Regions from separate parts of the Mus musculus genome. Here all the other regions are linked to region 1. Evidence: chromatin contacts called from public promoter capture Hi-C data. All regions are on one chromosome and are shown on one strand. Each heading gives the region's core, a stretch centred on a gene start, on an enhancer-like site or on the middle of the called end of the contact. The rest is flanking DNA. Distances are from core to core; before and after follow the strand shown. Region 1 holds the start of Rsl1 (regulator of sex limited protein 1). Region 2 holds the start of BC048507 (cDNA sequence BC048507). Region 3 holds the start of Zfp273 (zinc finger protein 273). Region 4 holds the start of Zfp85 (zinc finger protein 85). Region 5 holds the start of Zfp65 (zinc finger protein 65).

Region 1 (5,457 bases), core at 1,756-4,255:
AACAGTAAGAGCTACACACTCATGTGTAGGAGTGCTTTGAACAGTAAGAGCTACACACTCGTGTGTAGGAGCCCTAAGAACAGTAAGAGCTACACACTCATGTGTAGGAGCGCTTTGAACAGTAAGAGCTACACACTGATGTGTAGGAGCGCTTTGAACAGTAAGAGCTACACACTCATGTGTAGAAGTGCTTTGAACAGTAAGAGCTACACACTCATGTGTAGGTCTAAGGAAAAGCAATCAGAATGCAGTGAGAGCTTAGGATGCTTTAATAACATGTCATTAGTATGTTCCCCTCTAAGGTTTCAACCTAACAAGTCACCTGTGGTAGCTTCTAAGCATGATGTAACTTCTATTGATGAGGCTTTAAGTCCCATTGGACAGCTTCTGCATATGCCAAGATATTGAGTGGCACTGTGGCATCTTTATGGCTGGAATGACATACAGGACATTGCTGTGGCCCACTGGTGTAAAAGATAAGCAGAGCTATTTTTTTTTTCTTCTCTCCCTTGGAACCTGGCAAAGCACCTTCAATCCGTATGGACAACTCGTCCCTGTTCAGATCTTCATGTCAGATCCAGCTGCAATGCCCTGAGTCTTGTGTCTGAAGTGCAAGGTGTTTCCACCCTTGGGAGGAGGAATAGCTATTGTCACAAGACTTTATAGGACAACATAAATATATCCTCTTTAAAGAATGACTGCACCAAAAATAGTCTTTTGTCTAATGAGCAGAATTCAGCAGCGATGGAGAGGCCAGAATGTCTCCAAAATGAACCGACATAATGAAGCACTTTGTTGAATAGGAGTTTCTCAAGGGAAAAATAAATTGAAAGGTCTTGAAACCTTCTATACAGCTAGTAGAGAAAGATCCTGTCTTTACAAGTATGAAAAAGCAGATTACACTTTTTTTAATGTTTGCATCACCAAGGCCACGGGAAAACCAGCAATGTGGAGAATGGCAGGAGCCCAGAGCAGAGCAAAGACAAAAACAACTCTCTGTGAGAGAATCAGAGCATGCTCACTATGGAGAATTAACTGCAGGGCTCACTCCCTATGTTGGCCAGCACTGCTTCCTCCATTCTGCATGGGTGTTTGTCTGCTGTCCTGAGTACAATCTCCTGTGAGCCTCTGGGGTGGAGGTCCGGGGACCTGTAAACAGGATACCGTTTTGTGTGGGTTTTAGCCAATACAATTAACAGCAAACATTGCAGGGGAATCAGAGACTTGCAAAATTCACTTTCTATGGGGAAGAAATGCAAATAATGTCTGACCTGAGGCAGGAACACTTCCACCCATTAACAATTACTACATATTCTTCCAATAACTGGGAGCCCGATGGTTACATTCCACTCAATGGAAGCCCATCCTAGAAGAAGTCTAGAGCAACAGAAAGGACAGCACAGATGTTTTAAGAACTCTTGCATCTCCTGACAGTGACAGAGATATATTTTCAGAGTTGGGCAGATCTAAAGATTAGCAGGACATTGGTGGGAAGTCAACATGAGAGGCAAAGAGAGGGCTGGATTCCTGATCAGGTTCCAAACAATACAGACTTCCCATTCCCTACCAGCCTGTCTATACTACACAGTGCTTAAAATACATACAACACAGATCACGAAGCAGCAACTCCTAGGTTGGGTCAAGAGTCAAAGAGTCTCTGAGTATGGAGTGAGGATTAAAGACAGGAGAGGCAGAAAAGATGCAGAGCCAAGAAATAGACTTGGGAGGATTGCTGGTCAATACCACAGCAGCCTCGAGTTTATTTTTCACCGCCCTTTTATACCTCATATTACCATGGGAAGCAAAGTTACAAGATAACAGAAACAATGGCAGAAATATACACAATGTCCATAAACTTCCTCAACAAGTCCAAGCCCTGATAATGTCATGTTGACCGGAACCATTTGGGGCCAAGCGGACACTCTCTTTTTAAAAAATTCTCGGGGCTGGTGAAATGGCTCAGCTGTTAAGAGCACCGACTGCTCTTCCAAAGGCCCTGAGTTCAAATCCCAGCAACCACATGGTGGCTCACAACCATCTGTAATGAAATCTGATACCCTCTTCTGGAGTGTCTGAAGACAGCTACAGTGTACTTACATATAATAAATAAATAAATATTTTTTTAAAAATTCTCAACTGTAAAGTAGGGATGGAGGTCCTGTCAAGTTTAGTAAACACAGCCCTCAAGGTGAAACATGGTGTGAGCTCCTTTTGATCCCACTCTGCCTTGTAGACATTCCTGCCTGTGTGTCCACTGCATGTGTTTCTTCAACCCTAGTCCAAGATTTTCCGTGCATTCAGACAGATATGTTGGCTATGTCCCAGAATTCCCCAACACGACAGCTGTTGTAACTCGGATTTTTCCTCTCTTAATTCTTTACTGGCAGCGAAAAATGAACACAGTCAGACCTCAAGGCCATTGCTATAAGCTGGCTACAGAGTACACGGGGACCAGAAACCCTTTTACTCTAAAGACACAAAGGACTCTGGCAGCATCCAGGTGAGATGGGGGCAGCCAGGGACGCGCGCTTCCAGCAATGCAGGTCTGTGAGCTCTGGCACTCTCTCAGGAGCAGGTAGTCAGCTCATCACCATTAGTTTGCAATCTAGTCCTCCACTACCAAGCTGCTCCAGTGTACCAGAGAACCAAGGCAGACTCGGGCTGCTCTCGGTGTTCTAAAGGAAACCTTCACTCAGGACACAATCCCAAAAGGCCAGTCCCCTCACTCCAAAACTGCAGCCTCAGTGGCCCCAGCCAGTTCAGCACAGCCAGTCCTGGCAGCTGCTTCCGCCCTCCCACCCAGTCCTCAAGCGCTCCCTCCAAGACAGAGCCCAGCTCCCGGCACTGAACCCCAGGCTATGCTGCTTCCTGAACCAACCTCCTTGACACAGATCCCGCACAGAGCCCCAGGCTACGCTGCTGCCTGGACCAACCTTCTTGTCAGAGACAACTGGAATAGATAGCCGCATACGATTTCCGCCCAACCTTAAGAAAGACGCACGAGTACAGACCTGAACTCAGAAGGGGATTTCCTGGAAGGCTCCCAGTGGTCACAGTGGTGCGGACTACATCTCCCAGAAGTCTGTGCGAAGGAAATCCCAGAACCCAGGGTGGGTGAAGTCTACTGTTTGGAGAGTTTTGTGGATGGGAACACACAGTTGAAGGTGCAAGGAGGAAGCCTTATCTGCAGAAAAGCTGTGGGTAATGAGATTGGTTTTCGACCCCAGAACCACATCGGAGATGTATGGATTTGAGTCAAGCCTTTGACAGAAACTTTTGGCTTACAAGTCATTTCTAGTAGTAATTTTAATATTACTACTTCCTGGCCGGGGGGGGGGGGACGGGACGGGGGGCACGTTGACTTAGTTGTTCGTTAAATAAACAAAGCAATACACTAACCAACGTGGCAAGGAAAACTAACTTTATAAAATGTTTGAAACCAGCCTTGGCGTTCCTGACTATGCTCCTAGCTCCTCAGTGGCTTTTGACAAATGGACTTGGGATACAAAGCTGGCTTGGTGTCTGCCCCAACAAACTTGTATACTGTTGTTTGTGTTTCTACTTTTTGAATATATAGAAACAATTCCTCCAGGGCATTGCTAATATTACACATACAGAAACACATGCTGTTTGAGCAGGCCAAGGAGGTTGACTCTGAAGATAAAATTTGACATCCCCATGCCACACCCAAGCATGTGTGTATCTAACATTCCTCTAAATCTCTTGTCCTGAGTTAATGCCCCGGACTCTCAGACATTGGAAAGAAGATCAACAAGAAGCCCATGGAGGCATTGATTAAAACCAGCTAACAGGCTACCTATGTCCAACAGAGACTACTACTGTTGATCTGTTGGTAGAAAGGTGTCTGTAATAAAAGCAGGTCACACATCCAGTCATTTCCCCTACTTGTTGTATGCAGGTGAGACATAAATGCACAAGGCTTTGAGTTGTACTGTAGAAACAAGAGTGTACAGAGCACAAACATTTTAAAGTGGTATACACCCTCACCACAATAGTTGAGTAGCCTGCAACTAGGATTTCCTTCTGAGAGCCCTCAGAAATCAGTGTACATGGGGCTGCTAACAAAACAGCCAGGGGATCACATGGAGTCAAAGCCTTGTCCATTCCTTAGATCCTGTGAACTAAAGGCAGGTACTAAAAAATCAGCTGCAGTGGAGTCTACTCCACTGTGGAACACAGACCCAAAGTAGCCTCTAAGACTACATAAGCATAGACTTAAGAGTTCAATCAATGTATTTTACTTATCCATCGAAATATATAGGGTGAGCATACCAAGTGATGATAGGCAATGCACGCTTAGAAACATCGGTACAGAAGATCAAAGAACAAAGGAAAAAAATCTTGAATCCACAAAATTGTGAAAACTTATTGATAAGGTATTAAACACACAATCCCAGTGGCATGGTTTAATCTTTGAATTCTGTATCCACAAAAGGCATGCATTTTAAATCCTTATTATTGAGTATGTGATAGGAAAACATTTGAGAAATTTTTCATCCTTCACAAAGAGCTCTTGGGATGAGTTTCATTAGCATGAGCGTAAGCGATTTGAGATGCACTTAAGTGTAATGTTAGTCTTTCACAATGATTTCATACTTAGGTCTGCAGAAAAGTGCACAGATGTTCAGATGTGTGCAAACATTGCAAAGACTCCAAAGGGACCAAAGGAGCCAAAGGGACTCCATTCTGCCTGAGTTTTATCTAACTGGTCACCCAAGCTAACCAATAGTACAGATAAAATGTTGCCATGCGGCCTCCAAACCTGGAGCTTTGGAAGATCCACTGTTTCAATTGTTTGACCCAAGGGAATTGACACTTGAAGTTTCAGGGGCTGGGCTGCCCTGGTATGATGCAATTGTGGGTTTGGCTTTATACACCAGATCAAGTCGGAGCCAAAGTGTCCCGAAATGACGAATGTATTTGCTGTCACCAAAACCCGACCTAGTGCTTCTGGTCCTCCAAGGAGGTAGGTAAAGATGTATTTTGTCTGGTAAAGATTCTAGTAAGTAGACAAACTGCTGACAGGGAATCCTTCCCTGCATCTCCTTCTAACATCTAAGCTAAAGATGTTGAGTTCAGGCAAATCCATGTATTATGCCATTTCTGTGGATGCTGCAGTGAATGACTGAAAAATCCACCTGATGTATGCTGTCTCAGCTATTGTTCTGTTTCTTACACTTGTTCCTCAGGGCCACTGTCTGAGCTCACTTTAGAACTAAGGCAACTGGAAGCTATAGAGTTCCTCTGTTCTCCTGTCTGGGCTCTAGGAGAGATGCCAACGTCCTTGCTGAGGTTGCTTTAGTGGTCCTCCACGAAAGTCCATGTCCGCTTCTCAACGCACTCATGCCCAGCACCAAGTTCCCCTTATGGTCTTGTCAAAAGTCTAAACCTAGTAACTCCCTACCACACTTGCCCAAAGGGATCCTTTGGCTGCTG
Region 2 (5,457 bases), core at 1,662-4,161, 690 kb before region 1:
AAAGGAGACTCTTGTTTGGGATAAGCCCCAACTTGTAATCAATCACAAGACTGCTTAGTCATGCCAGAGAAACGACTGAGCCATTTCCAGAACTGGCTCTATTATGGAAATCTATGTTTAAAATAGTATTTCAAATAGTAATTGACTAAATATTTTTGAAGAGTAGTAAGGTATTATTTTAGAAATAAGTACTTATTGCTGATCTTTTAGCTGAGCATGAACGTAAGCAGCCTATTTACTTCGTATAGACACCAGTACACATTTATATTAAGTAACTTTAAAGATTTGTCAAAGAATTGAGATTCTTAATTCCATTTTTTCCTTCGAAGCAACACACACATTTGAAGAAACAAAGCTTTGAAAGCCCTGTGGTTTATCAGTGGTCAGACTTGGGTTTTGTCAGCTGAAAGGCAAACTAGGGCCTCTGGGAGATGGAGAATTGGAGATAACAAAGTTCCCTACCAGAGCTGGGGAGGAGACATGTCATAGACTATCCTCTCCCATAGAAGCTTACTTGTGGTAAAGGTCACACTTGGTCATTCCAACATCATGCTATCCACAAAAAAAAAAAAAAAAAAAAAATCTAAGGCTATCAGCTATAACATTACATAACTAAAGTCCAGGAAACCGTGAGAGTGAGTAAACTTGACCACATTGGATTTTTTTTTTTTAATCAAGAGGGAGGAGAAGAAAGCTGTTGCTACGCCACCCCCCCCACACACACACACCTCAAATACCCATTTACAGCATTCCTTCCCTGTTTTATTGAAATGTTCCATTTGTAGCATCAACATTTAGATTTTGATTAAGTGGAAAACTAAGTTTATGAAACAAATGATCTCATAATTTTTTTTGAAAAGCCCCAACGTTGAGTGTATATACTTTCTTCATACAGACTACGGTTTCTAAAGCCTGAAAACCAAGCTTCGAATAAAACAGGCTCAGTGGTTAAACACACAGGAGTCTAAGTTTGTTCTTTGTCCAGCCTTTCCAGATTAGCTTGGGTAAATTCATTAAGACGGCTCCCTGCTGAGCTATGTCCTCTGCTCATTACACAGAGTCTGTTCCCTCTCTTCCTGCTGACACTGACAGACCAGGGACCTAAAATAGATCCTAATTATTTTCCATTACTCCTCTCTGTTCAAAGCTTTGCATGGTTGTTTTGACTGTGAGACCTCATTAACACGGAGCTCATTAAAACCACAGAGAATGGATGAATCCACAAGAACAAAACTTTGGTTGTGGTAAAGGTATAACGGGCACAAGGTATAAACAGGAAATAAATATGAAAGATGCCATTCTAGCTCTCAGTACAGAAACAATGCCACTCAGACAATACAGTAGGTGACAGTGGCTCCCAGGGTTACAGGGGCTTTCATCCATTGATGAAATCCTCACCTTAGGATCCCCAATTATGGACTTAGGGAAGACAGTTTTCTTTGCTCCTCTTCCCAGTGTGGCCATATTAAATCTCTCCCTTTCAGCTTTAAAAAGGGAGGGAGGGAGGGAGGGAGGGAGTGAGGGAGGGAGGGAGGGAGGGAGGGAGGGAGGGAGGGAGGGAGGGAGGGAGGGAGGGGTAAAGAAAGACACACTAGAAGATATTTTAAATTGCCAATAATATTTTTAAAGATTATTTATTTATTTATTTATCGTGTAGTCAGCATTCTTCCTGCATGTATGCTAGCAGGCCAGAAGAGGGCACCAATTCTCACTATAGATGCTTATGAGCCACTCTGAGCCACCATATGGATACTGGGAATTGAACTCTGGACCTCTGGAAGAGCAGCCAGTGCTCTTAAGCTCCGAGCCATCTCTCCAGCCCTGTTAATAATATTTTGAAATGGAGATACCTCAAGTGTCTTGTCATAAGAAGTATCTTGTGGCCTGAACAGGCAGTGACGCTATCTCGGTGGGCATGAGTGATCTCATTAGCATGTGTTATGATAGACTTCAACAAACAACACTGGATTTACATTCAATCTCTTTATAACCATCCTAAAAGATTTGAAAGACAAATGCATATTTCTTATAGAGAAAACATAGCTCCAAGGCCAACAGTTGTTATTCAAGGTCAAAACTCATAAATAAAAGGAAGGAAAACAGGGCTGGTCTGTTTTCTTGAACTTAATCTCCCCCCCCCCCCGCCGCCCCCCGCCACACCCACCTCCCATGCGCAACCGTGTTAAGATTTTTCTTTTTTTTTTTTTTTTCTTTTTTTTATGGCATCTCCACCAGATTTATTTTTAAAGGAATGACCTAAGGGAGAAAAAACTAGGGTACAGAAGTATGGGCTAGAAAATAAATACAAATGTAAGCTGTTTCACTAATTTTATAACCACAAACTTGTACAGAGAATGAGGCCCTCTACAGAACACAACAGGTTCAGACGAGGCGTTCCCTTAACAAGGCTGAAGATCCGGACTCTGGTATTTGACATTTAGGATGCAGTCAGTCCACGCTTTTACCCAGATTTGAAGAGAAGAATGGCCACCTGACCCAGGTAGAAGTAGACGAAGTGTTTGGTTTCGTACGTCACGTAACTACCGAAGTTCCGGCCCACAATGCAGTGCCAGGTGGGGTTGTACTTCTTGTCAAACTCCTTCTTGATATGGGCCGCAATATCCTTCTCTGTGCTGTACTTCTCCAGCGCCTGGATAGCACACCTCACCGAGTCCTGCTGCATCTCTTCCGACATGTCTACAGTTTTTATCACTGCCTTCCGATCGCACATGGTTACCGCGGAGCAGGGGCCAATCGGCCGCTGCGTGCCCCTAGGGAAGATGCTGGCGGTGCTCAAGCAGCAGCAGCAGACAGCCGGTCCCTGCTGAAGCCGAAGCCGTGGCGCATCTCTTAGCTAAATATTTAACTGTATGCGTTTGCTACCTTTTCTTTACCCCTTCAGGAGCCATTTGGTAGGTGGTTTATTTTGTCACAAAAAGCAAGAAACCGCCTCATTGTGACTGCACAATTACCCGCTGACCCTCTGAGGTGGGGAGCCGAACCCTGGAGACCTGGCTTTTCATGAATCAGAAATTCACATGTGTGAGGAAATGCAGTGGAAGCAGCAGACACTGCTGTTGCTTGAGGGAAATATTTTAAATGAACCGGCCTACTCTCCAATAAAATCAAAACTTTTTTTTTTTTTTTTTTTTGGTTTTTCGAGACGGGGTTTCTCTGTATATCCTTGGCTGTCCTGGAACTCACTTTGTAGACCAGGCTAGCCTCTAACTCAGACTCCCGAGTCCTGGGATTAAAGGCGTGCGCCACCACGCCCGGCGCACTGTGTCTATTTCACGAGGGGGAAAAATGAGCGTATTTCCCTAAGAAACTTCAGAAAGACTGATTTAAACACGCGGGACCTGATGAACCTCTAATGGCTTCATCTTAATTAGTTATACCTGTGATGCTCCTGTTTCCAAATACGGGCACACGCCGGAGCTCTGTGTTCATATTCCTGAAAGATTCAATTAACCCATAACATTTGCTGTCATACCTTGCTGACATGTTCGCAGCTGTGTTCACAGACCTGAAGATGGCACTGTGCATCAGCTGAAAACATTCTCAAACCACCCGCAACAGAAAAATCCGCACACTGCCCACAGCCCTGGCTAATACATGAAATTATATAAAGATTCAGATCATATTTCAATTTGAATTGGATGTACCTACGTTACCATTTTTCCCCCCATTTTACTTATTTGAAGCTTCTGGTTAATTGCAAGTTCCCAGACAAGGTTAAGAGAGCAAGATTTACCCACAGATATGCAAGAAAAATTTCCGAGCCTTTGCAAGTGACTCATGCCTGATACCCCCAACTTTATAACTACTATAAGCTCTTAGTTCTTATCATTTCTCAGCAGTAAATGGGGCCACTGATTAGCAGAAAAGAGCAATCTTCCTGGCTTTGGCAGCCCATTCAACTAATCACAGTACTTGGGAGGCAGAGGCAGGTGGATGGATCTCTGTGAGTTCAAGGCCAGCCGGGTCTACAGAGCCAGTTTTAGGACAGCTGGGGCTACAGAGAAAACCTATGTCAACAGAAACAAAACAGAACAAAACAAACAAACCAAAAACAAAGAGGAGGAGGAGGAGAGGAGGAGGAAGAGGAGGAAGAAGAGGAAGAGGAGGAGGAGGGAGAGGAGGAGGAAGAGGAAGAGGACAGACAGAAATAACAAATCTCTTCCCCATTCTGGGCCCCTTTTCCTTTCTAACTTTTACATTTAAAAACAAAGAGTTAATAGCAATTTAAGCACTTATTAATGTTTAATATGTTCACTATGGCACAGAATTCCAGGAAAAATATGTACATGTCTTATTAATTACATCTCTCAATGCTATCACCCAATGCTTAATAAAAAGCAACGAGAGGAGGAAGGGTTTATTCTGGCTTGCAGCTCAACAGGATTATTCCACCATGGTGGGAAGACAAGGCAGCAGGCAGGGATGATATGGTGGCAGGAAGTGCCAGGTCAGAGTACACATCACACACAGTAAGCAGAGCACAGACAGGAAGTAGGGCCAGCCTGTAAATCTCATGTTCCTGGCCCACCACCTCAGTACTGGCTGCTTTTGTGTGTCAACATGATACAAGTTAGAGTCATCAGAGAGAAAGGGCCCTCATTTGAGGAAATGACTCCATGAAATCCAATGGTAAGGCATTTTCTCAATTAGTGATCAACTGGGGAGGGCTCAGACTATTGTGGGTGGTGCCACCCCTTGGCAGGTGGTCCTGGGTTCTATAAGAGATCAGGCTGAGTAAACCAGGGGCAACAAGCCAGTAAGCAGCACCCCTCCTAGGACTCTGCATCAGCTCCTGCCTCCAGGTTCCAGTCCGGCTTGAGTTCCTGTCCTGACTTCCCCCAATGTTAAACTATGATGTGGAAGTGTAAGATGAATAAGCTCTTTCCTGACCAATTTGCTTTTTGATCATGGTGTTTCTTCCCAGCAACAGAACCTCCAACTAAGACACCCACTTTCACCAATAAGGCTCCGCTTCTTTTTTTCTTTTTCTTTTTTCTTTCTTTCTTCTTTTTTGTTTGTTTGTTTGTTTTTTGTTTTGGTTTTTCGAGACAGGATTTCTCTGTATAGCCCTGGCTGTCCTGGAACTCACTTTGTAGACCAGGCTGGCCTTGAACTCAGAAATCTGCCTGCCTCTGCCTCCTGAGTGCTGGGATTAAAGGCATGTGCCACCACCACGCCCGACTTTCTCTCTCTCTCTCTCTCTCTCTCTCTCTCTCTCTCTCTCACACACACACACACACACACACACACACACACACACACACAGTCCACTTTCCTTCCCAGGTCCCTCCCTCCCTCCACACTTGTGATTGCTTTCTTCTCTCTTCCAAGTGGGACTGGGGTGTCCTCACTTGGGCACTTCAGTTTGTTGAGCCTTTTGAGTTCTGTGCACTGTATCTTGGGTATTCTGTACATTTGTTGTTGTTGTTGTTGTTG
Region 3 (5,457 bases), core at 2,093-4,592, 640 kb before region 1:
TATGGTTCGAGTATTAAGGGGTACCAGGAAGTGAAATGGAGCAAAATCCTGTGTTCTAGGAAATAACAGATTAAGGGAGTGGGACTTTGGGGCAAGATCCTACCCAGCTAAATTTAGCCTCTCATAGGCTCTCTTCATGGTACCAAGCCTCAAATCCTTTGCATGACCCCTGCAGTCCTGGGCCATCAACTACAGCTGAGGCTATACCTTCTCCAATGGCCTTCCATGACTTCTCACAGTGCCAAGTCTCAGTTGTTCTTCATGACACCTTCATGCCTTCAAAACCAGTACCACCTGGGTGACTCTTACACATTACCAAGCCCAGCCGCAGCACGAGGTACAACCTTGGCTATCTCTGGAACACAGCGGCTTTGTGCTCCCAGATTTCACCTCAGTGATACTGGTCTCTTCTTAATCACTGCTAATTTCTTAGCTCCAGCTAACCAGTAGTTCCTTCCATTCTTAACTCTAGAGGCAGAGCCACATGGCTGAAGCTGTGGGAGTTCTGCTGCTTGCAGGAACTAGAACATGACCTGCGTGTACTATTACATTGTCACTGGCTTTCTGTTTCCCAAATCCTTCACTGCCTAAACTTGACTATCCTGGATCTTGTTCTGTAGGTTGACCTTGAATGCAGAGATCATTGTGCCTGTCTCCTGGGATTAAAAGTGTGTACCACCATGCCTGGACCTAAATTTAGCTGGGTAGGATCTTGCCCCAAAGTCCCACTCCCTTAATCTGTTATTTCCTAGAACACAGGATTTTGCTCCATTTCACTTCCTGGTACCCCTTAATACTCGAACCATATATTTTATATTTTTCCTTTCTAAGTTTGCTATGCTTGTTCAAACTTCTCTTTGTGAGACTTAACCAGAGAACAAAGTCTCTGCTGGACTTTTTTGAAACTTCCTTTGTCAATGCAATTAATGCAATTAATCCAAGTCTCTTCACCTTAGCCTCAGGCAGACTTTTCAGACAAGGGCAAAAAGTAGCCACATTCTTCACCAAAATACCACAAAAACAGTCTTTATGCCACATACTGAAATACTTCTCCTTTGAAATCTCTTGGGCCAGGTCAACACAGTTCAAATTACTCACAGCAACAAAGTCTTCCATATTCCTACCATAATGATCCATTAAGCCCCATTTAAAGCAATCCACTCTGTTCCAAATCCAAAGTCCCAAAATCCACATTCTTTTAAATAAAAGCATGGTCAGGCCTATCACAGCAATACCCCACTCCTGGTACCAACTTCTGTCTTAGGGTTTTACTGCTGTGATCAGACACCATGACCAAGGCAAGTCTTATAAAAACAACATTTACTTGGGGCTGGCCTACAGGTTCAGAGGTTCAGTTCATAATCATCAAGGTGGGAGCATGGCAGTATCCAGGCAGGCATGGCACAGGCAGAGCTGAGAGTTCTACATCTTCATCCAAAGGTTGCGGGTGGAAGACTGACTTCCAGGCAACTAGAGTGAGTGTCTTAAGCCCACACCCACAGTGACACACCTACTCCAACCAGGTCACACCTATTCCAACAAGGCCACACCTCCAAATGGTGCCACTCCCTGATCCAAGAATATACAAATGATGACAGTGGCATTGACTAGAATGTGTCCATATTATTTTAATATAGTTAGATAATACATAGAGGGCTGGTGAGATGGCTCAGTGGGTAAGAGTACCTGACTGCTCTTCCGATGGTCCGAAGTTCAAATCCCAGCAACCACATGGTGGCTCACAACCATATATAATGAGATCTGACTCTCTCTTCTGGAGTGTATGAAGACAGCTACAGTGTACTTACATATAATAAAAATAAATACATCTTAAAAAAATACATAGAAAATACTAGTATTTACGATAATGTAGTTTAAACCCATGCTTCTTAGGTATAGATTTTAATGCTGTAAGTCAGTCTCCAGCATACAAATCAATTTGACTGGTGTGGCAAAAACAGCACAAATGGCAGGGTGAGGAGACACGTGTATACAAAGGACGGGATGAGCAGCCAGCTGTTTACAATCACAGTTCCATGAGTGAGCCACAGCTCTTCAACTTCATCTCTCAATCTTTCCACAAGAAAACAAATTTCTTACATCGCAGTCTCTGGTGCAATTTTATGAGTTAATATCTTCTAGTATTTTCCAGTCTGTACTATAGGATCAGTGATAGCTGGGAAGGTACAAAGCTCAGAGCGCCCCCTCTATGAGGTTTTGGTTTTGGTTTTGTTTTTTTGTTTTTTGTTTTTTGTTTTTTTTGTTTTTGTTTTTGTTTTTTGTTTTTTTTTTGCCTCATACAGGTGTGTGAATGTGAGGGTTCTGTCACAGTGGGTAAAGGAGTGATTCCTATCCAAAGTGAGCCGCCCTGAAAACTAACAATTTATCACAAAGAAAACGGGACGAACATCCCATACACCAAACTCCCCCGCAGAACTCCCTGTCCTGGAAACTATGAGCCACACGAACTCAAAACCAGAGTCCTGGGCCTGTCATAGAATATGGGAGGGCTCAGAAAAACCCACTTGCTCTAGATTTCCTGAGGGATCTGACAATAGCAATGTGAAAGCTAGTAACAGCAAGCTTCCCCAGCCAAGGGGCTGTGTGCGCTCTCATCATAGCCTGCTTCCGCACGATCAGCCAAGCCACCCTGCTCTAGCCATGTGGTGTGTCTCAGTGTAGCTCCTTGCTCCATTATCATAAGGTAAAATTGTGTCAATGTGCATTTTCCCTCCTGCCATACGATTCTAGGTACACCTGAGCTTTTAAAGTCACAACATATCGATCAAAGTAAGACGTAAACTCAATACACAGTGACATTGAAAGGTGGAATCATATTCCTACAACAACCTCTTTAAATCTGGTATTTTAAAAGTAGCCTAAAGGTATTGAAAAGCCTTGGGCAATAGCGCTCTTTTGGAGATCTTCGCATAGACTTGTGGGAAATGCAGTCCCTCTAATCATGACGTCACTAGACAGGATTCAAGCTTTCCGATCTCCATTCTTGCACTAGCAGGCCACCTCTCAGGTCCCTGAAACACATGATTGACTCTGGCAGTCGCTCCGTCCTAACAGAGCATTCGCTCCTGGCACCGTGCGTGCGCCCCACCCCTGCACTCTGGCCAAGCCTAGATCTGCATTGCACATCCAAGTGGGCTTCTCTCCGCCTCCCGCCCAGCCCTCACCGGCTCCCTGCACGCCGGACCCGCCCAACCTCAGAGTTCATGAGGTTTGCAAGTCTAGGCTGCACCCGGGACCAACCTCCATGTTAAGCGCGAAGAACAAGCCACACTGTCCGAACTTTGAGAACGCCGCAGAGTTTGGAGAATCACAAATGCAAAATGAACCCGGAAGCACAGAGAGCAGAGTCCTGTCTAGCGGGGTCATGCAGAGAGAAACTACATTTCCCAGAAGTCTATGCGAAGGACTGCCCTGAACCAAAGAAGTCAGAGGGTTTATAGGTCATGGATTGTATTTAACTGGAATTAGGCTCCTTTAAAAATCCCAAATTTACAAAGGGCAATTTGCGAATATGAGTGCAGCCTTTTACAGTAATGTGTATTAAGTTTACTTCTTACTCTGATCAATGCTGTGTCTTAAAAAGCTCAGGGGTTTGAGACAGAAGAATCACAAGTCTATGTCCCAAATTACACACTACCAAAAGAGATGGGGGGCTACTCACTGGTGAAGCACTTGCCTGGAGTAAAGGAGGCCTAGGTTTAACATCCATTATGACACTAAATCAAAGAGGAGAACAAAAACAAAAAACAGAACAATTTTGGTGTGTACACTGAAATCCACAGTTTGGGGCGGATATGGGCTAGGAAACACAGATATCTCTTACCGATAAGCCCCAGAAACCCTTTGAGATTTTCTTCTGTCCTTAGTCCCTTGTCCACACGTTCCTCAATTAATCCGTGTAAACAATTTAATATTTGAGAGAGCTGTGCCAGAGCTTTACCGGATTCTCTTTCACAATCTCACACAACTATTCACCACCAGATGTTCTTCCAGCTCCTGGCTCTACTCTCAATGGGAGGAAAACTGATCTTGGGCTCAATATGGCCAGTGAACTGACTCTTGACACACTATTCATCACTCATCATAGGATTTCTATCATAAGAGATTGCCGCGGAGCACCACAGTCAAGTATGAGGGTCCCTGGAATGAGGGTCCTTGAAGCTAGGTGGATAAGGTTTTGACAGTGACAAATAGAAACAAACACATAGGCAGTTTGAATCTGAGTGTATTCTGCAGCTCTCAAGCAGGAGATATTATACATTAAAAAACTAAACATTACATCTCTTAGAAACTACATCCAAATGAAACATTCACAGATACCAACAAAAATCATTTGGCACAGTAAAGTAGAAAAATCATCCAAGCATTACAACTCTGAAACCATGTATTCAGTGCATTGCAAACAGAACAGGTAACATCATCATAAATCATCAAAATATAACAATTCTAAAAGGATGTATCCAGTGGGGGCTGCCGTCCAAAGCTAGTGGCATATTTCTAGGAGCAGGTTAATAAATCTTTAATGATCAGTGCTAAACTAACTTTCCAGCCCCATGGAATTATTTAACATCTAGTGCCTGATTTTTTATAATCTTCAGTGTATAAATTTAAACTACTTTAATTCTTCCTAATTAAGGCTTTCTTTAACATATACCAAAATCCACCTCCGATGACACATGTGTAGCCATATGAAATTTTATTGTTGGGAAAGTTTTTATCATAATAATTTTGTAAATGATTTAGAAAGTAAAGTGTTGGTTTCCCTGGGGTTAAGGTCATGTTAGTGGCCCAATCTCTAGGGATTATTTCTTACCCATTATTCTCACTTAAGATCTTGGCCTAGGCTACCAGGAACATATAAATAAGAAAAGGAATAAGAGAAAACAAAACAGATAGATTGACATGAGAACTACGACTCAAAATTTTTTCTCTGGTGAAGAGTTCAACAACTGGTTCCAGGAGGCCTCCCCCTTTTGAGGTCAATTGCCTTAGTCTGTGGAACTTGTAACACAGATCCTACTGGAGGTGGTGTGGCAAGAGGTCTGCTCTCCCAAAATGCCACCTGAACCTCCCTCACACTCCTTGCTGGCTAGTGAGACCAGCCTGGCCTGACTCAGTGTAGGGTAACATGGAGCAACTGAGACTGCAATGCTGAAGACAGAGGTGGATCCAGCTGCAGCAGCAGAGGCAGAGGAAATGACTCCCCCTTCCTGCTCCCATTCTCTCACTTTTGCTTGAACCCTTGCACCCAGCAGGGTGACCTCTGTGGAAAGACTACAGTACACAAGCCCACAGACTACCATATGCAACTCTAAAAAAAAATAAACCCTTTCCTCCACAACTTGATTTATGGTCATGGTATTTCATCACAGCAATAGTAACCCTAACAAGGGCACTTACCATATGACTCAGCTGTACCAGTTCTTAGCAAATGCC
Region 4 (5,457 bases), core at 829-3,328, 580 kb before region 1:
ATTCCCCTGTCTTATAGTCCCCACATTGAACCATTCCAGGACCATCAGTGTCTGAAGGGATCCAGCATCTACAGTCCCAAGAATCACTTGGACCTACCTCATCTTCACATAGGAGCGGGATGGATTCTGTCCTGCTTTAACCGAGTCCCACCCCAGTCATCTCCCCTCTTGTGAAAGGATTGTTCGACCCTGAAGGGGGACATAACCCACAGGTTAAAACTCATTGTTTTATAGGATTTGAGAAGACGGTGTGGTCCAGATGAAAGGTGTATCTTCCCAGCTCAAGGTTGGGATCAAAGTCATGTGCCTCCCTATCTCAAAAGACTGGACTAGAAGCGAAACCACTGACTTCAAACCAAGCAGAAAAATCCCTCACAGGGTATCCTCCATTTCCGGAATCCAGTTAATTCCAGAAAGTAGTCAAGTGTCAAGAATAGCAATCACGGGGACAAGAGGGTTTATTTGGTTTACATATCCTGGACTACTGTCCATTGGAGAAAGCCAAGACAGAACCTCAAACAGGGCAGGAATCTGGAAGCAGGAGCAGATGCAAGGCCATGGAGAGGTGTTGCTTACTCAGCCTGATTCTTAGAGAACCCAGGACCCCAGCCCAAGGTTGGCACCACCCACAACATCCTAGGCCCTCCTACATCTATTACTTATTGTGAAGATGAAATGCCCTACAGGCTTGCCCACAGCCCAACCATATAGAGGCTTTTTCTCACTGAGGCTTCCTCCTCTGATGACTTTAGCTTGTGTCAAATTGATATAAAACCCAGCACAATTTCTTTCTGGTGATGAAACAAAAAAAGAACAATCTGATCTTCCCACTCTCTCATCCAAGAAGTAATCTCATTGTGAATCAGTGACCATGGCACGAAAACAAACTCTTTCCTCTCGTGGGGTTTATCGTTGGGTCTCAGATGTTACCAGTACAGGAATACATACACACGAGATAGGGAGTCCCATCACTCCGTGGTGTCAGTCCAGCCCCTTTCTTGCAATGAGTTCATTCTGTATGATCAGGAACATATTTCTGATACCTTTGTATTAAAGGAAGATTCATTCCTGTGTTATGAGATGAGGGAATAGAGTGAACTTCAAGCAAAAAACAAAACAAAACAAAAGAACCTTTAAGTACTTCCACATGAATGGGAGTAATGTAAGGAGTCCAGAAAGAGACTGGAAGTTGAATAGGGCAGATCCGAAGTAATACAGAGAGAAATCTTATGATGAGTGTTGGATAGTGGGTCAGGAGTCAGTTCACACACCATACTGATTCCAAGACCAGTTTTCCTCTAACTGGGAGAGGAGCCAGGAAGAACATTTGGTGGTGAATAGTTGTATGAGATTGTGAAAGAGAATCTGGTGAAGCTCTCTCAAATGTTAAATTGTTTACACGGATATCGGAGGAACGTGTGGACAAGGGGACTAAGGACAGATGAAAATCTCAAAGGGTTTCTGGGACTTATAGGTAAGAGACATCTGTGTTCCCTAGTCCACGCCCCAAACCGTGGATTTCAGTGTACACATCAAATCTGTTCGGTTATTTTTTTTTCCTCTTTGATTTAGTGTCATAATGGGTATTAAACCAAGGCCTCCTTCACTCCAGGCAAGTGCTTCACCAGTGAGTAGCCCCCATCTCTTTTGGTACTGTGTAATTTGGGACATAGACTTGTGATTCTTCTGTCTCAAACCCCAGAGTAGCTGAGATTTCAGAATATTTCCAGGAAACTTGGTTTCAAAAACTATCCTAAAGAGTTTGTGGTGTGCCCTAAAGTAGCTTCTTGCTCCGTTATTTTAAAGTAAAATTGACTCAATGTGATTTTTTTTCTGCCCCCCATAAGATTCTAGGAACCCCTGAGCTTTTTAAGTCACAGCATTGATCAGAGTAAGAAGTAAATCTAATACATATTACCGTTAAAGGCTGGACTCATATTCTCAAAATGCCCTTTGTAAATTTGGGATTTTTAAAAGCAGCCTAATTCCAGTTACATACAATCCATGCGCTTTAAATTCTTTGCCTTCTTTGGTTCCGGGTAGTCCTTCGCGTAGACTTCTGGGAAATGTAGTCTCTCTCTCTCTTTCTGTATGACCCCGCTAGACAGGACTCTGCTCTCTGTGCTTCCGGGTTCTTTTTACGTTTGTGATTCTCCAAACTCTGCGGTGTTCTCAAAGTTGGGACAGTGTGGCTTGTTCTTCGCGCTTAACATGAAGGTTGGTCCCGGGTGCAGCCTAGACTTGCAAATCCAGGAACTCTGCGGGTAGGCGGGTCCGGCGTGCAGGGAGCGGGGGAGGGCTGGGCAGGAGGCGGAGAGAAGCCCATTTGGATGTGCAGTGCAGATCTAGGCTTAGGGGTGGCTTGGCTGACCATGCCAGAGACAGGCTGTGATGAAAGCTCACACAGCACCTTGGCTGGGGAAGCTTGCTGTTACTAGCTTTCACATTGCTGTTGTCAGATCCCTCAGGAAATCTAGAGCAAGTGGGTTTTTCTGAGCCCTCCCATATTCTATGACAGGCCCAGGACTCTTGTTTTGAGTTCGTGTGGCTCATAGTTTCCAGGACAGTGAGTTCTGGCGGGGGAGTTTGGTGTATGGGATGTTCGTCCCGTTTTCTTTGTGATAAATTGTTTTCAGGGCGGCTCACTTTGGATAGGAATCACTCCTTTACCCACTGTGACAGAACCCTCACATTCACACACCTGTATGAGGCAAAAAAAAAAAAAAAAAAAAATTCTCATCGAGGGGGCACTCTGAGCTTTGTACCTTCCCAGCTATCACTGATCCTACAACACTGCAGAGTGGAAAATACTAGAGAATATTACCACATACAATTGCACCAGAGACTGCGATGTCAGAAATTTGGACTCCTTTTGTGAAAGGAGAGATAAGTTGCCCAGGTATTTGTATTGTGTGGAAAGATTGAGAGATGGGGTTGAAGAAATGTGGCTCACTAAAGGTCTTGTGATTGTATACAACAGTCTGCTCCCCATGGCATTTGTATACAGCCAGCTGCTCACCCCGTGCTTTGTATACAGCCTTTGCTCACTCTGTCCTTTGTGCTGTTTTTGCCACACTTCAGTCAAATTGATTTGTGTGCTGGAGACTGACTTACAGCATTCAAATCTATACCTAAGAAGCATGGGCTTTAAACTACATTATCATAATACCAGTATTTTCTATGTATTATCTAACTATAATTACAATAATATGGACACTTTCTAGTCAATGCCATTAATGTTCAGGAAACTAAGAACATGTCATTTTACATTTTATGGTGTGAAAAGTACATTTTCTTGTACCTTAGATCCCGTTTCTTAGAAGGTAGAGGTGATACAGCAAAATGCTTATATCACAGGTCACACATGCATGCATTTAATATATACATATACACATTTATATTTAATATATTTATCAAACAGACCTATTTAAAAGAAAATGTCAAATTTAAGGTTACGTGTGCTACCTAAGATTATCAAAAATAATTTATTTTTTAAATAGAGGCACTTGTTTCTCTAGCAAAGGAACATTGTTCAGCCCCCACCAGGCACACAGTGGTTCATAATTGTCTATAACTGCAGTTCCAGGGAACCAATAACATCTTCTGGTCTCCAGGGTAACCATGTGGTGCACCATCATACAAGATGGCAACAACATATGCACAAAAATAAAAATAAATGACTTAAAAAGTTAAACATCACGAGGCCTAGAGAGTTAGCTCTGGGGTTGAGAGCTCTTGTGGTTTTTGTCTAAGTTTGCATATAATATATAGTGTATAAGTTTCAGTAAGTATAAAATAATATGATTTCATGAGGTTTGGTATTCGTTTTCCTTATCTCGCCCTTCCTCTCCATCTGTATGGACCTCCTTTCTTCTTGCCAATTGAAACCCCCTCCAGGTTTATTCTACCCTTTCTCCATCTGTGTTGACCTCCCACCATTTTCCCAGTTGACCCCCCTTCCCCGTAGGTTTTCCCTTTCCCACTTCAGATCACCTGTGTCCTGCTACGCATTTCTCATGCCCCTCCCCACATGCTCCCTTTATACTTCCCTGATTTCCATGGTTACTTCATGCTATATTACTCACATCTGAAAATTTGGAGCTAGAAAGAACTGCTGCAGACTGCTCAGGGAACACCCGTGACTTTGCATTGTGCCGTCATCATCAGGAAATCTTTTGACAGGCTGCAGAAGGTCTTGCAAAGCAAGGAAAGTAGAGGCGCTACATTGGTTCACATGTATATGCACTTATGTGCAGCGTAGTCCAGTTGAGCCTCAGAACAGGGGGGATTGTCTGTGACAATATGAATGGGATTATTACTTCAGACCTGGAAAGGCAAGTAAAAGATGATCTTAGCCATAGAGAGACTCCAAAGAAATAAATCTCACAGAATTTGGAAATAACACAGGTGTCTCCAATGGGCCAGTGATCTGAGGGAGAGAGGCACAGGAAGTATTGGCCAGCGTGTGCACAATGGAGTCAGGTAGGAGTATGACACTTAGGGTACTATTGCACAGAATCGTGACTGTGTGTGACAGTCCTGTAGTGTGTATTTCAGAAGCCTGGAAGACAGGCTTTTAAGCAATTTAAATGTAAAATTATTTGTTTCAATAAGAATGTAACCAACATTACATACCAATTTAGAACCATTTCTAGCTCTCCCCTCACCTTGCACAAAAGGTGACTTTATGCTTGCTGACTTTGGTATTAACATCATTAATTGTTCTATTTGTGTAATTTATACTATTCATTTATTTCTATTTCAGGACCTTCTGTCATTCACAGATGTGGCCATTGATTTCTCTGCAGATGAGTGTGAATGTCTGGACTCTGCTCAGTGGAATTTGTATAAGGAAGTGATGTTGGAGAATTACAGCAACCTTGTGTTCCTGGGTGAGGATCACTTCCATTGTGAACTCTTTTTCACTGTCAGCATGGGACTGCTTGCCTGTCTTTGAAGAATAGTTCATGGGAGCTTGTGCTTTTAACTAGCTCCTCCCTCCCTCCCTCCCTCCCTCCCTTCCTTCCTTCCTTCTTTCTCCCTACTACTTTTGGTTTTTCAAGTCAGGGTATCTCTGTGTGCTACTGGCTTTCCTGGACTTGCTCTGTAGACCAGGCTGGCCTCAAACTCAGAAAGCTGCCTGTCCTCTGCTTCCTAAATGCTGGGATTAAAGGCACGCACCACCATTGCCTAGCTTGTTGATTGTTCCGTGTGGCCATTTTGAAAGCAAACTCTTGTTCACATAGCCAAGAAACTCATTTCTTTTTGTGTTTTTAACAGATTTATGTGCAAAGTATTCACCCGCAGAGGCAATGTTAGAAGCTGCCATGAAGCACAGGACACACGTATTAAAGAAAATGTCTGACCTGTTAGCTTTAATACTTTTTCTTATCATGAGGGTCAGGATCTGTAGGTTGTAAGTTACTCCTATGCATCCTGACTTTCCAGAAATAATTA
Region 5 (5,457 bases), core at 1,646-4,145, 560 kb before region 1:
ATGAACAACTGACTGAAGTTCTTTTACATTCAGAAGATTGGCAGATTGTGTGAATTAGCTTTACAGGCCAGAGTTTACACCATTTGTCCAGTCATCCTTTGTTATGATTTTTGAAAACTCTATGGATTACCTTTCCATTTTAGTATTCTGTTGATCACTTGCCCAGTGCAGCTTTAGCTTTTACTGACGGATCTGCAAAAGGCAAGCCTGTAGCTATCACTGAAAGAACCTAGTGGGGAAACCCACACTCTGTTCATGATTCGGCGTGGAACCAAAAATCACGAAAATGACCGTCTTGATGTAAACACACGAAGTAGTTTAATGACGGAGCTCAGGACTGACATGCATCTCACACAGGAGGTAACAGATATTGGCCACTAGGCTCGAAAGCTAGAGGTTTTTGTAGAAAAAGGGTCTGGAACTGGGGGAGGAATCGGCGCAGTTACACACAAATGGGCAATTTAAACATCAGAGACCAGTATGTGATAGTAACTCTAAAGGGAAGGTGTTTATCTTGGTCGGCAGGACATCTGGCTAAAACCCAAACCATATCAGCAGGTGGTCCATTACTATCTTTAGCTTGTCCAGAGATTGTCCTTTCGTGCCTTTCTTATCTCAATGGATAGTTGGTTCCTGGGATGACTTTACAGCCTTTGTTCTTTGCTCTAAGCCCAAAAAAGCCCTCCTAACTAGCAAGCCACATGAGACATGGACCTTGAATAAACTTTCTGGCTAGGGCTTTAAACTCTTGAATTTAGTTTTCTTTCTTTCATCATTAGTGGAACCCCCTGAAACTCCTGCACTAATCGCTGTGATTTTTGCCTTTACTAAGTTGCAAAGCTGTCCTTTTAATCTCTACTTTGATTCACAATATGTAGTTAATCTTTTCCCAGCTATTGAAACCGCTACTCTGGTTCTAAACAAAGCTACCATATCTTCACTTTTATTTAAGTTACAACTTTTATTTCAAAACAGAACCTCCCTGTGTTTTTTATAAGTCATTTATGGACACGCATTTATCTGGGCCCTTGACAGAAGGCAATTGGCTAGCTGATCTTGCTATACAACCTTATATTTGTACAGCTTAGAGCAAGCAGAAGCATTATGCTATCAAGTAGTTTAACAAGACAGGCTGTCAGGCAAGAGCCATTTGTCCAGAAACCCATCATTCTTTGCCTACGGGAGTTAATCTCAGAGGACTCAGACCTAAGGATCTCTGGCAAATGGACATTATGAATGTTCCTTCTTTTAGCATACGTTCTTTTGTCCACGTTTGTGCAGGAACCTTCTCTCATGCCATAGTCACCTGGGCAAGGACAGTATTATTAGAAAACAAACTCATGCTCTGTAAGAATATTACCTACTCTCAACTACATAACAATCTCCTTCGCTTACTGTAAGTGAACATAGATTTTAGAGGAATTTGGTCAAATCTCACAGCTAATCCAGAATGTTTGTATGGGTGAAACTAAAATAATCAAGTTTTTATAAAATGATAGTATGTCTGATAAAGTTGAAACTGCCAACATGGTCTAAGGAAACATATAAGGCCTGAGAATCAGACTGTGGTAAACTCTCCCTAAGTATGCCTGGGCCCCTAATATCATGCTAAATGGGGCTTCCTGTATGTTCAGTTAGGTTCTGCATGTTCGTTTTGTTCCTATACCATATTAGTTCCTCCTCTTCCTCTTGAATTAACCAATCCCACTAGGAGGAAATGGAAACTGCAGAACAGTTGAGGGTGAATGCTGCATCCTCACAGATCAGCACCTCCCAGAGGAGTCAGTGCCCTCTCAGGTAGGTTTACATGTAACAGACACAAACATACATGCACACACACGCACATGCACATGTACACTGGAATCCTAGACATGTCCAGAAATGCTAAGGCCTTATGGTTGATGACAGTGCCCTTCACTGCAGCATTCAGGAGGAGTACAGACTAGTCATGACCTCATTCTAAACAGACATGCCAATCAAGTGTTCAGGTGAATGTACTGCTTGACTCTAGTTTCTCTAAGTGGAGCTGTATCCCTGGGTTAACACACTGCCTGGAATACAAGAATTGATAGGAACTTCACATAGTCTCTGTTCTGAATCAGTTTCCCTGTGAATCAGAATGCATCACAGAAACATGAAATCTTCCTTGTGATGGATGGGGTTCATACCTTTGTCTCAAGCATGAACTGCACAGGAATAAACTTTCCTAAAGAAGTGAGGGAAGTTCAAGACAGATACCAAATATTAAATAGTCTGAAACATGAATGATGGCATGATCAGGAGAGAGAGGAAATTCTATAAGGAACATCAAAGGGAACAAGGGAAATCCTATAGTGCACAGTGTACCAAAAGTCAGTAGACTCACCAGTGTGATCCCAGGAGCTCTGCGCCTCCTGCTGGGAGATGGGGAGGAGGAAAGCCTGTGCTCAGAGAACACCCGGTGGTGACTAGTTTTGATTTCCTGTTCTTCTGTCTTAAGCACCTGAGATGCTGCATGTCAGGCGGGATCACCAAGCGTGGTTTCATTAAAGAAATGCTCAGTCCTACATTACCTTCCTGCTTCCTTATTTTTAAGTAAAGCAGACCATGAAAGCATGATTTCCCATGTGTTAGTATGATTTCATAAGTAGATTTGAGCTTTAAAATCACGTTTTAGCAGAAATAACTAGCATGTATAATTAACATTACTGAGAAAGGCTCGACTCACAGGCTAACATCCCTTGCTGAGACCACAGCACTTCAAAAGAGCCCGAATGCCCTGTGGCTGCCCATGTGCCTGTTTCTTTCCAATTTCACTTGCTCACACTTAGGCAGGTACCCAGGCAGTGCACCGAACTCCTTTGGTGTGTTCCTGGAAGTCCTTTACACTGATTTGTGGGAGATGTAGTCCCAACAATTATGACGACTCCAGAAGGGGCCGTTGGTACCAAACTTCCGGATTCGTTCTTAAACCTTGCTTCTCCCCAAAGTTAATCGAGTGTCTTGGGTTTGGATCCCTGACATGGAGGTTGGTGCAGGGAGCAGTGCGGTCGTACAGATCTGAGGGACTGTGCAGGATGGCGGGTCAGGCGCGGAGGGAGCTGGCTCAGGCTGGTTGGGAGACGGGGGGGGGGGGGGGGCGGGGGGCGAGGGGGCCGCCGACCTGGAGGTACTGTGTTGACCTAGGATGGGCCACTGCCCCTAGGAGCAGGATTGGCCGGGAAGAATGTTAGAGACAAGGGGATGGCAAGGGCAGGCTGGGTCTGCTGACTGCCTGTGCGGAGATGCTGAAGGGAGCATTCTACTTTGCTCTGCCTAGCTGACCCTTACTCATGTGATTGTAGTCTGAGTCCCAGCACTTACAGAACTTCCGGAAGTTCCAGGGACAGAGAGTCTTGTGAGGGCGACTGTTGTGTGGGATGTTAGTTTCTTTTCTTTTGGAATGAATTGTTAGATTTATGGATGCCTCGGGTTGAGTAGGAATTCCTAATGTACACCTCTGTGACCTGAGTCGTCACAATACAAGGCTATGTAGCTACAGAATAATCTTGGAATTGTTTTGAACTTATGTTGGCACAATCCAAATAATTATGGATTTTACACTTAAGCTTAAAATCACTAGACAGCAGTGCCCCAATAATACTATCTGAGTATATTTATTTTTTCAAAATTTGGACTGCATTTCTGATAGGATAGTACACTTGTGTGATGAGAGAAAGATCGCAGGGAGGGGCTGGAATGCCTGAAAGGGAAGGGAGAAAATATCTCTGCTAATAGGCCAGGCTCTGAACATTGTTCTCTTACCACATGATTTACTTCTGTCTGTTCACATTATCAGCAGTGACTAATCTCTTCTAAAAGTACTCTGTCCCTCAATGTGGCTTTCTGGTTTACTGATGCTTCCTGGATAGTTCTAGAAAGGATTCCCCAAGTTTTTGTACTGTCTTTGAGAGACTGTAAGATAAATTTCAAAAGCTGTAGCACACTTGGGGGTCTTAAGGTTTACACATAGTAGGTTCCTGTTCATGCAAAATGCACAGTTCTCCTCTTGAAGGGTTAAGAGAATAGTTTAGCCCAGAGCCATTTAATTGGCCATGATCTGAGAAGACAGATTTAGTTTAGTGAAAATTCCATACTCCAACTTGGAAGCAGTTTCATGGTTTTACAGAACAAATAATGTCATTAGCCAAGTAAATTTTAAAATACATTGATGTGAGTCTGATAGAGGTATGTACTGTGAGACATGGGAGATGTTCTATTCACCAAAGATACCATTTGATGAGATTTTAGCTTTTGGACTGATAGAAGCTCATGTTCTGCCTAGTCAGTGGATTCTGGGAGTTTCTTTTAAACTATTGTCACAAGCTGTGTGGTCCACTACAGAGTAAGGTAATGACTGCCCTTGAAGAGAAAACCAGCCCAAGGTAAGGCAGCCAACCCTGAACCTGCAGAATTCCAGGCTCTGCCCCTCCGTGAACTTCCACATGGGCCACCAGTCTCTGCACACACAGACCCCTTACAAGAGTTTTGCATTCACAGTCAGACACTCATTTTTTTTTTTTGTTTTTGTGTTTGCTTTTTCAGGGTTTCTCCTCCACAGCCCCTCCCCCTATCTCAGGTGATCTTGCTTATATTGTCACTCTTCAGTCAAATCAAGAATTAGTGAGCCTGGCTCATGGCATTGAAGCTGACTCTAAGGAAGTATGGGCTTCAGACAACTCCGTCCTATCTACTGGGATTTTCAATGAGTTTGCAACCCTATCTAGATTAATAGACATTTCCTAGTTAATGTTGCTAATCTTTAGGAAAAATATAGGAGTATGTGAAGTCAGAATCCTGCCTTGTACATCAAAACACATTCCTTACAATGTATTGATGGTACAGCAACATGGGCCTTTATATATATATATATATATATATATATATATATATATATATATAATTATCAAATTGAGAATTGTTCTTTAAAGATCTGTAAAGAATTACGTGGGAATTTTGGTGAGAAGTGCATTGAATTTGTAGGTTGATTTTGCTAAGACGGCCATTTTCATTGTTAAGCGTACTTACCCTTGTGCATAGGGAACCTTTCTATCTTATGATATCTTGTAGTATACTAAGGGCAAATGCCAGCATGATCTTTTATATTGTTGTTGTTGTTGTTTTTTTTTTTAATGAAATCTAGTCATATGGTTTTTAGGAAAAAAATACAGGCATGACCACCAGTCAGCCACATGCTGCAAAAGTGATTGTTGTTTTATTAGTTTTGTGTGTCTGACTTAAAACAGCTTCCTTTATTTTTTTCCATTATGAAACAGCTCTATATTCCTTAACCCAAATACATTATTTTTCTTTATATTCTTCTTTTTGGTAATTTTGAGGTCATCTTAATGTGGTTACAAGTGCATGTCTTTAGTTTGAATGAGTTTTTAGTGACATCATAAAAGTAAAAGACTTAGGGAATTGCGGTACAGTTTCTCT

Evidence for each region. Promoter capture Hi-C pulls out the DNA fragments that hold promoters and counts their contacts. Capture Hi-C pulls out chosen DNA fragments and counts their contacts.
Region 2: a contact with region 1 is called in a promoter capture Hi-C map of embryonic stem cells, with 2.3 times the contacts expected there. The contact joins the promoter of BC048507 here to the promoter of Rsl1 in region 1. A contact is called at or near these places in 6 of 39 promoter capture datasets (the 3T3-L1 cell line, the C10 cell line, embryonic stem cells and 3 more) and 1 of 9 other capture datasets (macrophages).
Region 3: a promoter capture Hi-C map of liver shows a contact between it and region 1, with 6 times the contacts expected there. The contact joins the promoter of Zfp273 here to the promoter of Rsl1 in region 1. A contact is called at or near these places in 2 of 39 promoter capture datasets (embryonic stem cells and macrophages), 6 of 484 Hi-C or Micro-C datasets (CD4 T cells, CD8 T cells, LSK cells and 2 more), 3 of 115 datasets of contacts at active chromatin or transcription factors (bone marrow-derived macrophages, large pre-B cells and memory CD8 T cells) and 2 of 9 other capture datasets (adipose tissue and liver).
Region 4: a promoter capture Hi-C map of adipose tissue shows a contact between it and region 1. The contact joins the promoter of Zfp85 here to the promoter of Rsl1 in region 1. A contact is called at or near these places in 1 of 39 promoter capture datasets (embryonic stem cells), 2 of 484 Hi-C or Micro-C datasets (B cells and CD4 T cells), 2 of 115 datasets of contacts at active chromatin or transcription factors (bone marrow-derived macrophages and large pre-B cells) and 1 of 9 other capture datasets (adipose tissue).
Region 5: a contact with region 1 is called in a promoter capture Hi-C map of adipose tissue, with 4 times the contacts expected there. The contact joins the promoter of Zfp65 here to the promoter of Rsl1 in region 1. A contact is called at or near these places in 5 of 39 promoter capture datasets (hippocampal neurons, liver, neutrophils and 1 more), 2 of 484 Hi-C or Micro-C datasets (CD4 T cells and Sertoli cells), 4 of 115 datasets of contacts at active chromatin or transcription factors (astrocytes, large pre-B cells, memory CD8 T cells and 1 more) and 2 of 9 other capture datasets (adipose tissue and liver).

Annotation. Positions count from the first base shown.
Region 1 is chr13:67,170,730-67,176,186 of GRCm38.p6, reverse strand. Rsl1 (regulator of sex limited protein 1) reads right to left here and starts at 3,005. Exons shown (of 4, transcript NM_001013769.1): 1 at 2,934-3,005. The coding sequence starts at 2,969.
Region 2 is chr13:67,860,780-67,866,236 of GRCm38.p6, reverse strand. BC048507 (cDNA sequence BC048507) reads right to left here and starts at 2,911. Exons shown (of 1, transcript NM_001001185.3): 1 at 2,314-2,911. The coding sequence starts at 2,731. The coding sequence ends at 2,462.
Region 3 is chr13:67,811,701-67,817,157 of GRCm38.p6, reverse strand. It overlaps Zfp273 (zinc finger protein 273), which reads right to left and starts at 3,342. Exons shown (of 4, transcript NM_198322.3): 1 at 3,262-3,342. The coding sequence starts at 3,267. The region is part of intron 2 of 4930525G20Rik (RIKEN cDNA 4930525G20 gene); the gene reads left to right.
Region 4 is chr13:67,751,823-67,757,279 of GRCm38.p6, reverse strand. It overlaps Zfp85 (zinc finger protein 85), which reads left to right and starts at 2,078. Exons shown (of 4, transcript NM_001001130.3): 1 at 2,078-2,217; 2 at 4,766-4,892. The coding sequence starts at 2,212. It overlaps Zfp85os (zinc finger protein 85, opposite strand), which reads right to left. Exons shown (of 3, transcript NR_027969.1): 2 at 4,086-4,292; 3 at 442-2,701.
Region 5 is chr13:67,726,611-67,732,067 of GRCm38.p6, reverse strand. Zfp65 (zinc finger protein 65) reads left to right here and starts at 2,895. Exons shown (of 4, transcript NM_145622.2): 1 at 2,895-3,007. The coding sequence starts at 3,002. It overlaps Zfp85os (zinc finger protein 85, opposite strand), which reads right to left and starts at 2,806. Exons shown (of 3, transcript NR_027969.1): 1 at 2,366-2,806.